Regions from separate parts of the Oryctolagus cuniculus genome. Here region 2 is linked to region 1. A link is a contact called in public Micro-C data. All regions are on one chromosome and are shown on one strand. The core of a region is the stretch at or near the end of the contact, and the rest is flanking DNA. Distances in the headings are between cores, read along the strand shown.

What was found. Hi-C and Micro-C count contacts between places; a contact is called where the count stands out from the background.
Region 2: a Micro-C map of ear pinna shows a contact between it and region 1, with 6 times the contacts expected there. The contact joins the promoter of NUBP1 here to the promoter of SOCS1 in region 1. A contact is called at or near these places in 2 of 6 Hi-C or Micro-C datasets (ear pinna and an unstated tissue).

The regions. Positions count from the first base shown.
Region 1 is chr19:25,345,631-25,351,970 of mOryCun1.1, forward strand. It overlaps SOCS1 (suppressor of cytokine signaling 1), which reads left to right and starts at 2,484. Exons shown (of 2, transcript XM_008257720.4): 1 at 2,484-2,605; 2 at 3,084-4,166. The coding sequence starts at 3,134. The coding sequence ends at 3,769.
Region 2 is chr19:25,741,516-25,747,855 of mOryCun1.1, forward strand. It overlaps NUBP1 (NUBP iron-sulfur cluster assembly factor 1, cytosolic), which reads right to left and starts at 3,119. Exons shown (of 12, transcript XM_070065006.1): 1 at 2,223-3,119; 2 at 812-1,495; 3 at 629-733. The coding sequence starts at 833.

The DNA of each region.
Region 1 (6,340 bases), core at 1,234-3,733:
GCAATTGTGCAACCTGGCCGGGTGGAGCAGGGGCCAGGCCTGCTCAGCAGGCCAGGAAACGGAGACTCACAAGGATCCAAAGCCACGTCAATGCCGCGGCTGAGGCCACGACCTGGAACCTCCCCAGCGTGATAAACTGCAGGGAAGCCGGCAGCCCTGCGCGCCCCTCGCGGTCAGCTCAGGGCCCGGGGGGTCTGTCTGGGGTATTCGGTGTCCACTGCTTTTCCAGCAGACATGCCAGGATGGGGACCACCAGGAACGGGGGAGTGGAGAATGAGACTACCGCAAAGGGCAAGGGCGAGCAGTGTGGGGTCAGATAGCCTGACTTGAGTCCCTGCTCAGCCCTTCTGAGCTGTGTGTCCTTAAGCAAGTGACTCCCTCCTCTGAGTCTCAGTTTTCCTCTCTGTGCAATGGGTCAACTGGATTCTGATGTCAATTCGATGATCTCAGGATGTAAAGCAGTGAGCACAGTCAGCTTTGGCCAAGCGGTCACAGCAGATGAAGGCAAGGGTGCATGGGATGGGTGGGAGACACCAGGGAGTGGGAGGGACAAGAGGGGGTGGTCCCAGTCCCCAGCATAGGGGGTAGCTCTCAAGCAGCCACTGAGGCCACCACAGGGGACAGGATGGGCGTATGGGCCATTAGCTACGTACAGAGCTCTGTGCACCAGTGAGCGCCGCAAGCTCAGGAGCCCGCCCTGCCTGGCTGCCTCTTCTGGCCCTGGACCACCTGTCCCCAGCTCAGGTGAGAAGGGGGTCTGGTTTACCCCCAGAAGCACCCATCTGCCCCCTCAGCCATGCCCCTGGGGCAGGACTAGGAAAACACAAAGGACGAAGCATGTGCGTGCGGCCCCTGGGGTGAGCACCCGACGCACAGTCACTCGCCATCGGCTAGCCCCTCCATTCTCACCCGTCTCCAGCAGACAGCTTCGTCACAGGCACGGGGCCGCAAGGCTGGAGAGCAGCAGCACTGGAACTGGGTCTGGGCCCAGAGACGAGCTTTGAACTCTGACCGAGCTTTGTATCTTACGCCCCCGCCCCCCCCAGCAGATGCTCCATCCACAGCACCGGACCCCTGGCATATGCACGGCTCTGCATCTTCTCTCTGGTCCCCTTGCACGTGTGCCTGCGCGCGTGCGTGTGCACAAACACACACACACACCCGGGATCACACGGATGGGCACACCACAGACCACCACCAGCCTCAGACACACACAACCTCCAGGAGCTGATGGGGCTCCTCACCGGCTTGTGTCTGGGCCAGACCCGGTGGGTCGTGTCCAGGAGGAAACACAGGATTGGCCTGTGCTTGGGGGATTGCGCCAGCAGGGAGGCGGGAAGGAGGGCCCAGCTTCCAGGAGAGGAGCCATCTGGGCTGCAGCCCGAGAGCCGCCTGCAGAGGGCAGTGTGTGCCAGCGGGAGGCGGTCACCAAGCCCCCAGCCTGGGGGCCTTCCTTGGGACCCCTCCTGTCCGTGGCTTTGCCCGACAGAGTCACTAAATCACACACCTGCACAAATCACAGCCCTACCCCCGCCCCCCATATCCAGCCCAGGATGCGGCTGTGCGTTTGGGGAGGGGGCGGACTGTGAAGTGCAGCGCTCTGCGAAGTGGCTGCGGGGAGGGGAGGCCCAGGTACCCAGAGGCTTGGAGCCCGCACACCTGAAAAGGCCCCGTTTTCCCACTGGAAAACTGCCTTTCACAGTGCAGTCTGAAGGTACCCAGCTGCCCCGCTCCCCGGAATGAAGATGGGGAGAGCGGGCGCCGGATCGGGGCCTGCCCTGCCCTCCCTGGCGGCTCAGTTTCCTCGGCTGTCGCCAGCAGGAGCGCTCGGAAGCGGACGGAGACAGCTGGGGACCTTGCCCAGCCGCGCCCGGTTTCCGAGGAACTCAGCGGCCGGCGTCGCTGGGTTCTTCTGAAGCCTGTGGTCAAGCAGCCGCTTCCTGGGAAGCGCGAGCAGGGGCTGGGCACTGCGGGACCCCGGGGGCGGGTGACAGGGGCGCAGAGCCGCGAGGTCCCCCCTCCCCGAGCCTCAGCGCAAGCAGGGACAGCTCGGACCACAAGGTCGGGGAGAGCTACGGGGGCTGCCTGCAGGGGAGCCAAGGGCAGAGCCTTGGCGCCCAGAGCCCGCGGGGGACGGGGCGTGTAGGGACCAGCGCAGGCGGCGCACAGGGCACGGAGGAGACCCGGGGCCGGCGGGAGCAGGGCAGGAGTGGGGACGCCGGCTCTGAAGCGGGCTTCCGAGAAGCGCCCAGAAGATTCGGGAGGTGGGGCCAGAGGCCTCCGGCAGAGGGGTGCAGGACGGGCGCGAGGACGCCCCGGTGTCCCGGGAGCGTGGAAGAGAAGCTGGGCGCCACCGCGGAAAGAGAAACCGAAAGCGGCGCCTGAAGGGGGGCGGCGCCTGCGGGGCGGGGCCCGAAGGGGCGGGGCCTCCGCCGGCGCCCAGCCCCGCCTACCAGGCCAGTTAAAAGACTGGTGCAGGGGCGGGCGCCGAGCAGAGCGAGCTGCGGCCGTGGCAGCTGCACGGCTCTCGGCCCCGGAGCATGCGCGAGAGCCGCCCCGGAGCCCCCTGCCGCCCCGCCCGCGGCGCTCCGCGCCCCGCCGCCAGGTGAGCCCGGCACTGGGCAAGGAGGCGGGAGGGAAAAGGGAGGAAAGGCGAGGAAAAGGGCGCCCGGGAGCCGGGCCGGCTTCGGTGGGTAACGGCCGCCATGCCTCGGGTCCCCGCCGGCCGGCCCCACCCAGGCCGCCCCCCGCGCGCGCGCGGGGTTCCCAAAGCGCAGTCCTTTCTCCAGCCTTTGCCCAGCGCGCCCAGCTCGGGCGCCAGTGCCCTGCCTGGCCAGCAGGCGGCGGCCGCGGGGCGGCGAGCGGCGGGCCGGACAGCCGGAGCCGGGACGGGCTTCTCTCCTGCACCCCTCTCCACGCCCCGCGCGGAGCTGGACTCCGCCCCCCACTCCCCGTGCCTGGACGGGCGGAGTGCCTGAAAAGGCCGTGTTCTAGACGAGCCCACCGAGGCTCCCTGCAGCCGCGCGCCTCCCCTTCCCACGCGCGGCCGCCGCGCCGGCTCACTGCCTCTGTCTCCTCACCAGCGCACCCCCGGACGCTATGGCCCTCCCCTCCGGCTGGCCCCTCGTGTAGGATGGTGGCACACAACCAGGTGGCAGCCGACAATGCAGTCTCCTCGGCAGCAGAGCCCCGACGGCGGCCGGAGCCTTCCTCCTCTCCCTCCTCCTCGCCCGCGGCCCCTGCGCGCCCGCGGCCGTGCCCGGCGGCCCCGGCCCCGGCCCCTGGCGACACGCACTTCCGTACATTTCGCTCGCACGCCGACTACCGGCGCATCACGCGCACCAGCGCGCTCCTCGACGCCTGCGGCTTCTACTGGGGGCCCCTGAGCGTGCACGGCGCGCACGAGCGGCTGCGCGCCGAGCCCGTGGGCACCTTCCTGGTGCGCGACAGCCGCCAGCGGAACTGCTTCTTCGCCCTCAGCGTGAAGATGGCCTCGGGCCCCACGAGTATCCGCGTGCACTTCCAGGCCGGCCGCTTCCACCTGGACGGCAGCCGCGAGACCTTCGACTGCCTCTTCGAGCTGCTGGAGCACTACGTGGCGGCGCCGCGCCGCATGCTGGGCGCCCCGCTGCGCCAGCGCCGCGTGCGGCCGCTGCAGGAGCTGTGCCGCCAGCGCATCGTGGCCACCGTGGGCCGCGAGAACCTGGCGCGCATCCCCCTCAACCCCGTCCTCCGCGACTACCTGAGCTCCTTCCCCTTCCAGATCTGACCGGCCGCGCCTACCGTGCAGGCAGCATTAACGGGGTGGGGGGTGCCCGCCGTATTATTTCTATTATTATTATAATTATTTGCCTGGAACCATATGGGTGCCCTCCCGCCGGGCCGGAGGGAGCGGTGGGGGGTGGGCGCGCCCCTCCTGGGGCTCCCTCTGGGCCCCCTGGTTGGTGTAGCAGCTTGATTTAACCGGATCTGGGGCCAGGACCTGAACTCGCACCCCTGCCTCTTCATGTTTACATAGACCCAGTATCTTTGCACAAACCAGGGGCCGGGGGAGGGTCTCTGGCCTTATTTTTCTGCTGTGCAGAATCCTATTTTATATTTTTTACAGCCAGTTTAGGTAATAAACTTTATTATGAAAGTTTTTTTTTTTTTAAAGAAAAAAGGTCTGGACGGTGTGTACTTTGGGCCAGAGTCGTCCCTGGGAGGCCGGTGGGTTGGACTCCGGGGAGGCAGCCTGGGTCTGGGGGGGTGGCAGGTGGTCCAGCCTGCTGTGTGCCAGTCCTGTGGGGGCTCTGCTGGCTGCAGCTCGCTCGGTCCTGTGGAGAGCCACCCTGCCGAGGAGGCACAGGCGCCTGGCCCCATTTCACAGAAGAGAAAACCAGGCGAGGGGCCGGCTGCCCCGAGGCCGTTTCTGTGTGTGTCCACCCAGGATCTCGGAGATGGGTGACACAGAGGAAACTCGCTGGTTCTGAGACCACAACAACTTCCAGGAAGAGGGTGGGGGCAGCCGGGAGGAGGGGGCGCCGACGGCGGGGATGCAGGGGCAGGGGCGGACTTCCTTCTTCCCGCCCCGTCGGGACCTGTGTACTTTTTGGTGAACACACTTTGGAGTCAGAACTAGGCTCTGTGGTCTGCGGCAGAGCGAGGGCCTGCTGGCGGCTCTGGGTAAATCCCTGTGGCTCCCCAGGCCTCCGCCTGGGCCCTCGCTCAGGCGGGGAGGCCAGGGCTGCTCTGGTCGCTGGCCCAGGATGCGGCTTTCACGGCTACTCCTGCACCCGTGGCCGGCCTGGCAGAGGGGCGGAGAACTGATTCATTCTCAGGTTAGGCGGCCTCGTGGACACGTGCCACGGTGTCCAGCAGCCTGGACGCACTGAGGGTGCAGTGTCCTCATCGTGTAGGGCTGCAGGGCTGGGCTTGTCTGGGCTTTGATAGGCTCGGCTCCAGGTGTGAGGGGAGGGTGGCCCGGAGAGCTGGAGCCCACAGCTGCTGTCCAGCCCCCTCTAGGAGGGCCAGGGGAGGGGGACGTCCCTGCTGTTGCTCTTCCAGAACCACCTCCTCACCCCTCACTGGCTGCCCCGTCTGGCCTGGGGCGGTGCCTACAGGGATGGAAGGCGGCCTCCGGGAAGGCCTCAGCACCAGCCCCCGCCCAGGGGCTGCGGCGCGGCCCTGTGCCATCCTCCCCGCCAGCCCCCACCCGGCAGATGGCAGAGCAGGGCGCAGGGCCCACCGAGGTGGCCGGCCTGTGCTGTCCAGAGGCCACCCCAGGACCTGTGGCGCAGGTACGCGCCCAGGCCCTGCTCGCCCAGGTGACGCATTCGGCCCGCCGGCATGGCACCCGCTTCACAGATGGGGAAACGGGACCTCATCTCGAGAGGGAGGACCGCGCAGGCACTCTGCAATAGGTTCAGGGTTTTTTCTTCCTCCTTTGAGAAAAGTTTAAAACCCAAATTTTCATTACACGGTGCTGAATACACACACAGTCCGCTTATAAAACCTGAAGCCACAGCAGCTAAGCATAAAGGGCCCTCTGATCGCATTCCCCAAGCGGGCCCCTTCTTCCTTTATGAGTCATTTTTCAAGAATCCATACTAACACACGTACGGGGCGGGGGCGGGGCGGGGGGCGGCTGAGCTGCAGACCTGTGCAGACACCACGCCGGGGAGCGCGGCTGTGTGTGTGTGTGTGTGTGTGTGTGTGTGGCTTCCCCGGTGGTGCAGTCTCTATCTCATTCTCAAACCTCAGCTTCGTGATTCAGCAACACTGACGTCAATTTACAAGAATGAAAAGTGAGAGGAGGGTTTGTGTGTGCAAAGGCCTGAGCTGGGGGCCCGGGCGCGTTGGCGCTGTGCTCTCCGCTGGGAGTGCGCGAGTCGGGGCGGCCCGGGGGCAGGCAGAGAGGAGCAGCTCCCTGGGCGATGAGGACTGTGCACAGGTGCAGCTGTTCGCTGGGGACTCGAAAGAGTGGAAGCTCACAGAGCAGGGACCTACTCAAGGCCAGCGCGCACTAGGTCCACCCGACCCTAAACACAATGGAATTCCCATAAAGTGAGCGGGGGGCGGGGAGCTGGGAATCCCGGGGTTCCGCGGTGCTCCCGACCTCAGGAGCAGCTGCTGTTGCCCCGGGAGAGCAGGAGCTGGTCACGGACATAAAGTGACACGCAGCAGGTGCGAGGACACCTGGGGCGGCACAAGCGCCTGCGCACCTGCTGTGTTCCAGGCACCGTGAGATTCCAAGCCCAAAGGGTGCAGGAATTCAGGGCTCGATAGGCAGAGAACAAGAACATTCCAAACAGTGACCATGCTCGGAGGACCACGCGGCAGGACGCTTGGACGGCGGAGA
Region 2 (6,340 bases), core at 1,869-4,368, 400 kb after region 1:
TTCTGGGGGGCTACAGCCCTTCCCCAGGCACGCTGCTTGCAGCCCAAGCCTGCCCGAGTGGGCTCCGAGTCCTCCCCTTCCCAGTGCTAATGGCTCGCTCACGCCTCTCCGGTCCACGTAAGCTGCACCACAGCGGACAGCGTTCACAGCGAGTCACACACACTTCTGTGCACCGAGTGGCAGAATCACTGCTCACAAGGAAGACGATTTTGCCTAAAGCGGCAGAGCCAGGATTTAAGCCCCAGGGCTCCCTTGCCTTCAACGCCGACCTACTCTACCCTCTGCAATCTGTTTCTGTCACTCAACCCTCTGGCCACGCCCCGTCGTCCTGGGAGCCCCGCCCCTCTTAGCGTGCCTTTGGACTCCACGGCTGTCAATGACCCTTAAGGTCCCGCCTTTCGCCTTTTAAAGGCCTCGCCCACTCAAGCCCCGCCCCTCACCCCACCCACTCCACGCCCCGCCTCCTCTGGCCCCGCCCCTTCCGCCACACTCTTACCTCCTAGCCCGCGCCTGTCACTCATCCCTCAGGTCCCGCCCCGACTACTACCGCCCACTTTCTCCCGCCCCAGGCTCCCCACTTCCGGGCCTGCGCTTTTCACTTCCTGTTCAGGCCTGGTCCCTTCCTTACCCGGGTCCGGAGCGGCGCCAGCCCCAGAGGCACACAACCGTTGGTTGGGGCATCCCTGACAGGAGGCCCCTCGGCCCGCCTGGGCGCTGTCAGCCCCGGGACAGTCTGCGCGGAGACAGGATTATAGTTAGAACAGCTCGCATCGCTTCCGCCCTGCCGCCCGCGCGCGCTCTGCGAGCTCACCGTGAGGAACCTCCTCCTCCATGCCGCCACCCTGGCCGCCGACCCGGTCACCGGAACCGGCCGAGGCGCATTTCCGCCCGGCGGGCCCAATCTGCCCCTCCAGGCGCGCGAAATAAGTGTCGGGAGAGGAGGGCTGTGCGCACGCGCGGAACGTGCCGTGGGCGGGTTTGGAACTTAGGTGCGGCTGCGGTAAAACTTGAGAAGGCGGCTCCCGAGGGTAGGGGGGTCCGTTCTCCGTGACCCCCCTTTGCTTGCTTGTGAGGGAGGCATAGGCGTTGCCCCCAGAGGTTGCGTCTCGGAGAAGCAGGTGGCCCGGGGCTGGGGGCGCGGTGGTCTGGGGCCCCGGGGACACCGGCGCGCGGGAGCTGCTGCAGCCCCGGGCCCACGGTCACGCCGCCCCGTGTCGCCTTGCGTCGGTCCTTGGCTTCTGCAGAGCCCGGACCCTGGGCTTGCAGGCGATCCCGTGCGCTCCGGGCGTCTGGCCTGCGTCCTGTCCCAGGATTCGCTTCAGGCCGAGTTTTGGGAAGGTGGGGGGGGAGGGGCGGAGCACGCGTGGAGGATGTGTCCCACGGGGGGCGCTCAGTGCCACGTCGGGGGCGTCGTTACTGGCCGCGGCGGGGGCCGGGGGTGCTCTGTAAGGAACTCTCTCGACCTTCCGGGGTTGTTTCTCCTTTTTCCTGGAGCCTTAAGCGATTTAATCGATGCTTTATAACAAGCTACCGTGTTTGTCTTGGGCCAGCCCCCCGCCCCCAGTACGCAGCCTGCGCCCTTCAGGCCGGCCCCCGTCTCCCTTGGCTTCGAGTCCAGCGGCTTTGGGCCTCTGCTGGCTCTCACCCTCCCTCCGCCCGCGGGCTGCGGTCGGTGGAGACCGGTGTGCAGAGGCCAAGGTCTGCGTGTTGCGCATGCCCGTTGCGGCCCGAGCAGCCTGGCTTAGGGCTTGGCGTCGCCTGGAGCAGAGATCGGACTTCACCCGCCCCAGGCGCCAGGGATGCGGGTCCTGTTTGTTCAGCAGTACTGTGTCAGGTGCCCACGGCCAGCACCTTGGGCCCAGAGAGGCTGAGTGCCTCGCCCAGGGTCGCACAGCCCGCAGGCGCCGCTGGAACGCCTCGGTGCAGAGGCCTGGTTAGGGGCAGCCACGAGTGAGTGTGCCACGCTGCAGAGTCCCAGCAGAGGAGCCCGACCTCTCACCTCGCTCCCCGCCCACGCTCCCCGCCCACCCCCGTCTCGCCTGCGGGGTGAGGTCACGTCCTTCCTAGCCTGAGCGGAAAAGCAGAAATGCGGTCCCTCTCCCCCTCCCCCCCTCTCCCTCCCTCCCTCTCCCCCCTTTCCCTCCCCCTCTCCCTCTCCCCCTCCCTCCCTCTCCCTCTCCCTACTCCCCCCCCCCCCCCCCCCCGTGGGCTAGCCTGAGCACCTCTGCGGGGCAGCTGGGCGAGACTGGGAACTGACAGCCCTGTCATCAGGTTCTGTTGCTCAGAGCACCCTGGGGCAGCCCAGGTTCAAGGGCTGGGCAGACAGACTCTGCTGGCCCCAGCAGGTGTATCAAGTGCCGTTTTTGACCTCACAGTGATGTCTGCACGATCCTCACGCCACGCCCCTGCCCCCAGCTCCCCACACATGTCGATCTGTGTCACTCTGCTGCTCATTAACCATCAGTGGCTCCTGATGGCCCCAGCACAAGCACTGATTTTCACATCGTGTTCTGTAGCCTCCTGGACTCATTTGCATCCTCCGGCTTCAGTTCTTGCTGAATGCCACCAGGAACCCTGAACTCGACCCACTGAACAGCTGGCTTTGCCCCGGCACCTCGGTCCAAGTCTCTGTGGCTTACACGGGCCCATCGGCCAGGGAAGTCCACCCTGTCCGGCCTTTACCCAGTCCTCTGGGACCCGTGAGGGTTGAGCAGCAGCTCACAGAGCCATTCCTGGCCCATGGAACTCATTGTCCTCTCCTTTCCCGATACATGTGTTCCAAAGTCTGACTGTGGGGGCCAGCGCTGTGGCATAGTGGGTAGAGCTATGTCTGGAAAAAAAAAAAAAAAGAAATGGTGGCATCCCCTGTGGGTGCTGGTTCAAGTCCCGGCTGCTCCACTTCTGATCCAGCTCCCTGCTAATGGCCTGGGAAAAACAGTGGAAGATGGCCCAAGTGTTTGGGCACCTGCCACCCACGTGGGAGTCACGGATGAAGCTCCTGGCTCTTGGCTGTGGCCTGGCCCAACCCTGGCCATTGTGGCCATCTGAGGAGTGAACCAATGGATGGAAGATCTCTTTCTCTCTCTGTAACTGTATCAAATAAATAAATAAATAATTTAAAAAAGTCTGAGTTTGCGTTTCTATTCCGTATCCTCCTGAGTATGAGCACTCCAAACAATAAAAATCTGCACTGGAAATTTTGTGCAAATTGCCCATGATACTTAGTTCTGTGAGCTTGAAAGAAATTATTACTTTAGTCTCCCCAGTTGAAGATGGTAAAACTACAAAATTAAAAAAAGTTATTGCTTGAAATTTACAGAATTAAGTACCAGAAGACTCAAGCAGCTAAATGTAAAAATGATTTCAAAAATAAATTTTGGGGACAGGTATTTGTCATAGCATTAGGATGCCACTTGGGAACCCATGTTCCATGTTAGAGTCCTGGATCCGCTTCTGATGCCAGCTTTCTGCCGATGTGCACCCTGGGAGGCAGCAGAGGATGGCTCTAGTGTCTGGGTCCCTGCCACCCATGTGGGAGACCCAGGTTGAGTTCTAGGCTCCTGGCTTTGGCCTCAGCTGTTGCAGGCATCTGGAGAGAGAACCAGCAAAAGAGCTCTTTTTTTTTTTTTTTGTCTTTCAATTAAATTGAAAAAAAAAATTATAAAGATTTATTTACTTGTTAGGCAGAGAGAGGGAGAAACAGAGAGAGGTCTTCCATCCACTGGTTCACTCCCCAAGTATCCTCAATGGCTGGAGCTGGGGTGACACGAAACCAGGAGCCAGGAGCTGCTTCCAGGTCTCTCCCATGCTGGTGCAGGGCAGGCATTTGGAAAATCTTTCCCAAGCCATCAGCAGGGAACTGGATTGATACCCATACGGGATGCTGGTGTCACAGGCAGAAGCTTAACTTACTAGGCCACAGAGCTGGCCCCTAAAAACATTTTTAATTAAAAAATAAATTTGCAAAACTATATAGACGGCGAAAAGATCAGTGGTTGCCAGGAGTTTGGGGAGAGGGAGAGGGCAGGAGAGAGGAGTAGTTGGAGGGCAGAGGGTTTTTAGGGCAGTGAAAGTACCATGTGTGATGTTGTCACAGCGTGTTCATGTCATTGTACACTTGTCAGATCCTGTAGCATGTACACTGGCCAGAGCGACCCCTAAGGTAAACTGAACTGTGGACTTCAGTTAATCCAGCCTTCTGCCCTTGGTTCATCGACACTGACGCAAGATGGTAACAACAGAGGAAAGCAAGGGAGAGAAGGGGATTATGTGGGGATTCTTTGAACTTTCTGCTTAAGTTTTCTGTTTGCCTAAAACTGTTCTAAAAACAAAGTCTGTCCATTTTTAAAGTGTGTTTATACTCCTGAAATGTTTGAAGTTTAATCTGCACGAAGACAAGTGCGCATACTTTCTATAGCAAGGCTTCTTTTTATTTATTTGAAAGGGAGGGAGAGCGAGCGAGCGAGCGAGTGAACAAGAGCGCTTTCATCTGCTGGTTCACTTCTCAAATGCCTGCAACAGACAGAGCCAAGCCAGCCCAATGCCAGAAGCTAGGAACCCAGTCCAGGGCTCTCACGTGAGCCAGGGACTCAAGTACTCAAGCCATCTCTGCTGTCTCCCAGGTGCGCCTCAGCAGGAAGCTGGAATTAGGATCAGAGCCAGGACTTGAGCTGAAGCACTCTGATGTGGGATGCGTATGTCCAAGTGGGTTTCTTTTTTTAAGATTTATTTATTTATTTGAAAGGCAGAGTTCCATAGAAGCAGAGGCGGGGGGGGGGGGGATCGTCCATCTGCTGGTTCACTCCCCAAGTAGCTGCAACAGCTGGAACTGGGCCGACCCGAAACCAAGAGTCAGGAATTTCTTCCAGTCTCCCACGAGGGTGCAGGGGCCCAAGCACTTGGGACATCTACTGCCTTCCCAGGTCAAAACAGAGAGCGGGATCGGAAGCGGAGCAGCCAGGACTTGAACCGGTGCTCATATGGGATGGCGGCACTGCAGGTGGAGGCTTTACCTGCTACGCCACAGCGCCAGCCCCCCAAGTGGTGTCTTAGCCTCTGTGCCGAATGCCCACCCCCACCCCCACCCCCACCCCCACCCCCACCCCCAGCAGGGTGTTCTAACCCAGCTGCACATTATAATCACCTGGAGTTTCAAAGCATGCCGGGTCCTCGCACACACCAATTCAGTCGCGGTCTTGGGGGTGGGGTCTGGGCGTGTTTTTAAGCTCAGTCTCCCCATGGCACCAAGAGTGCCTCGTGGGGACAGGTGAGGCGGGTGAGCAGATGCACTGGGGTTTATAGCTCACGCTCTGGAGCCAGACACGTGCAGATGCTGCCTCGTGCTTATGAGCAGAACCACACCGGGCAAATCATTCATGTCTCCAAGCCTCAGCTTGCTCATCTGTAAAATAAGGAGATAAAAGCATTTTCTGCACGAGGTTGCTGGGGGGATAAAATCATTGAATGTGTTTCACGGCGCCCAGAGCTCCCAGAGGGCAGAGCTGCAATCCATGTTTGTGTTTGAGTAAACTCAGGGGTGTAGTTCAGAGATCACATCCTTCACCCGCATTTACAAGTGGGGATCTGAGGCCTGTGTGGGAAAAGTCACCCAATCACACGGTAGATTAGTAGATGAAACAAAACTAGAACCTGGGCCAAACTGGCTGAAAACCTGGTGCTGATTCAGCGGGACAGGGACATTGGAAACAGGTGCAGGCAGTCCCAGCGTCCTGTGAGATGACGGTTAACACACACAGGAGGCACCTGCTGTTCCTGGATTGCACCATTAGGGGGCGATCTTCCCCTACTTATGATGAAGGCAATCAGGAAGTAAGTAGAGAATTTTTCTGCCTTTGGATCCAGTAAAAAATATCTAATAAGGGATTTTATACACAGCAGGCACTTAGCATGTAATTGAATTCAAAAATAAGATACATATTTATTATAAACTAGAATTCTTTCTTAAAAAAGACTTATTTATTTGAAAGGCAGAGTGACTGGGGCGGGGTGGGGGGAGAGGAAGGATAGATCTTCCATCCCTGGTTCACTCCCCAAATGCTTGTGACAGCCATGGCTGGACCAAGCTGAAGCCGGGAATCAGGAATTCCCTCCGGGCCTTCCAAGTGGGTGGCAGGGGCCCAAGCACTTGAGTCATCACCTGCTGCCCCATGGGGTGTGCGTTAGCAAGGAGCTGGATGGGGAGCAGAGTGAGGAATCCAACAGGGCTCTGATACGGGATGTGATGCGAGCAGCTTAATCCCTGAGCCGGGTGCCCCCCCCCCCCCCATAACTTTCTAACTCATTACTAGCACAATTCTGTTTCGGTATCATTGATCCCACC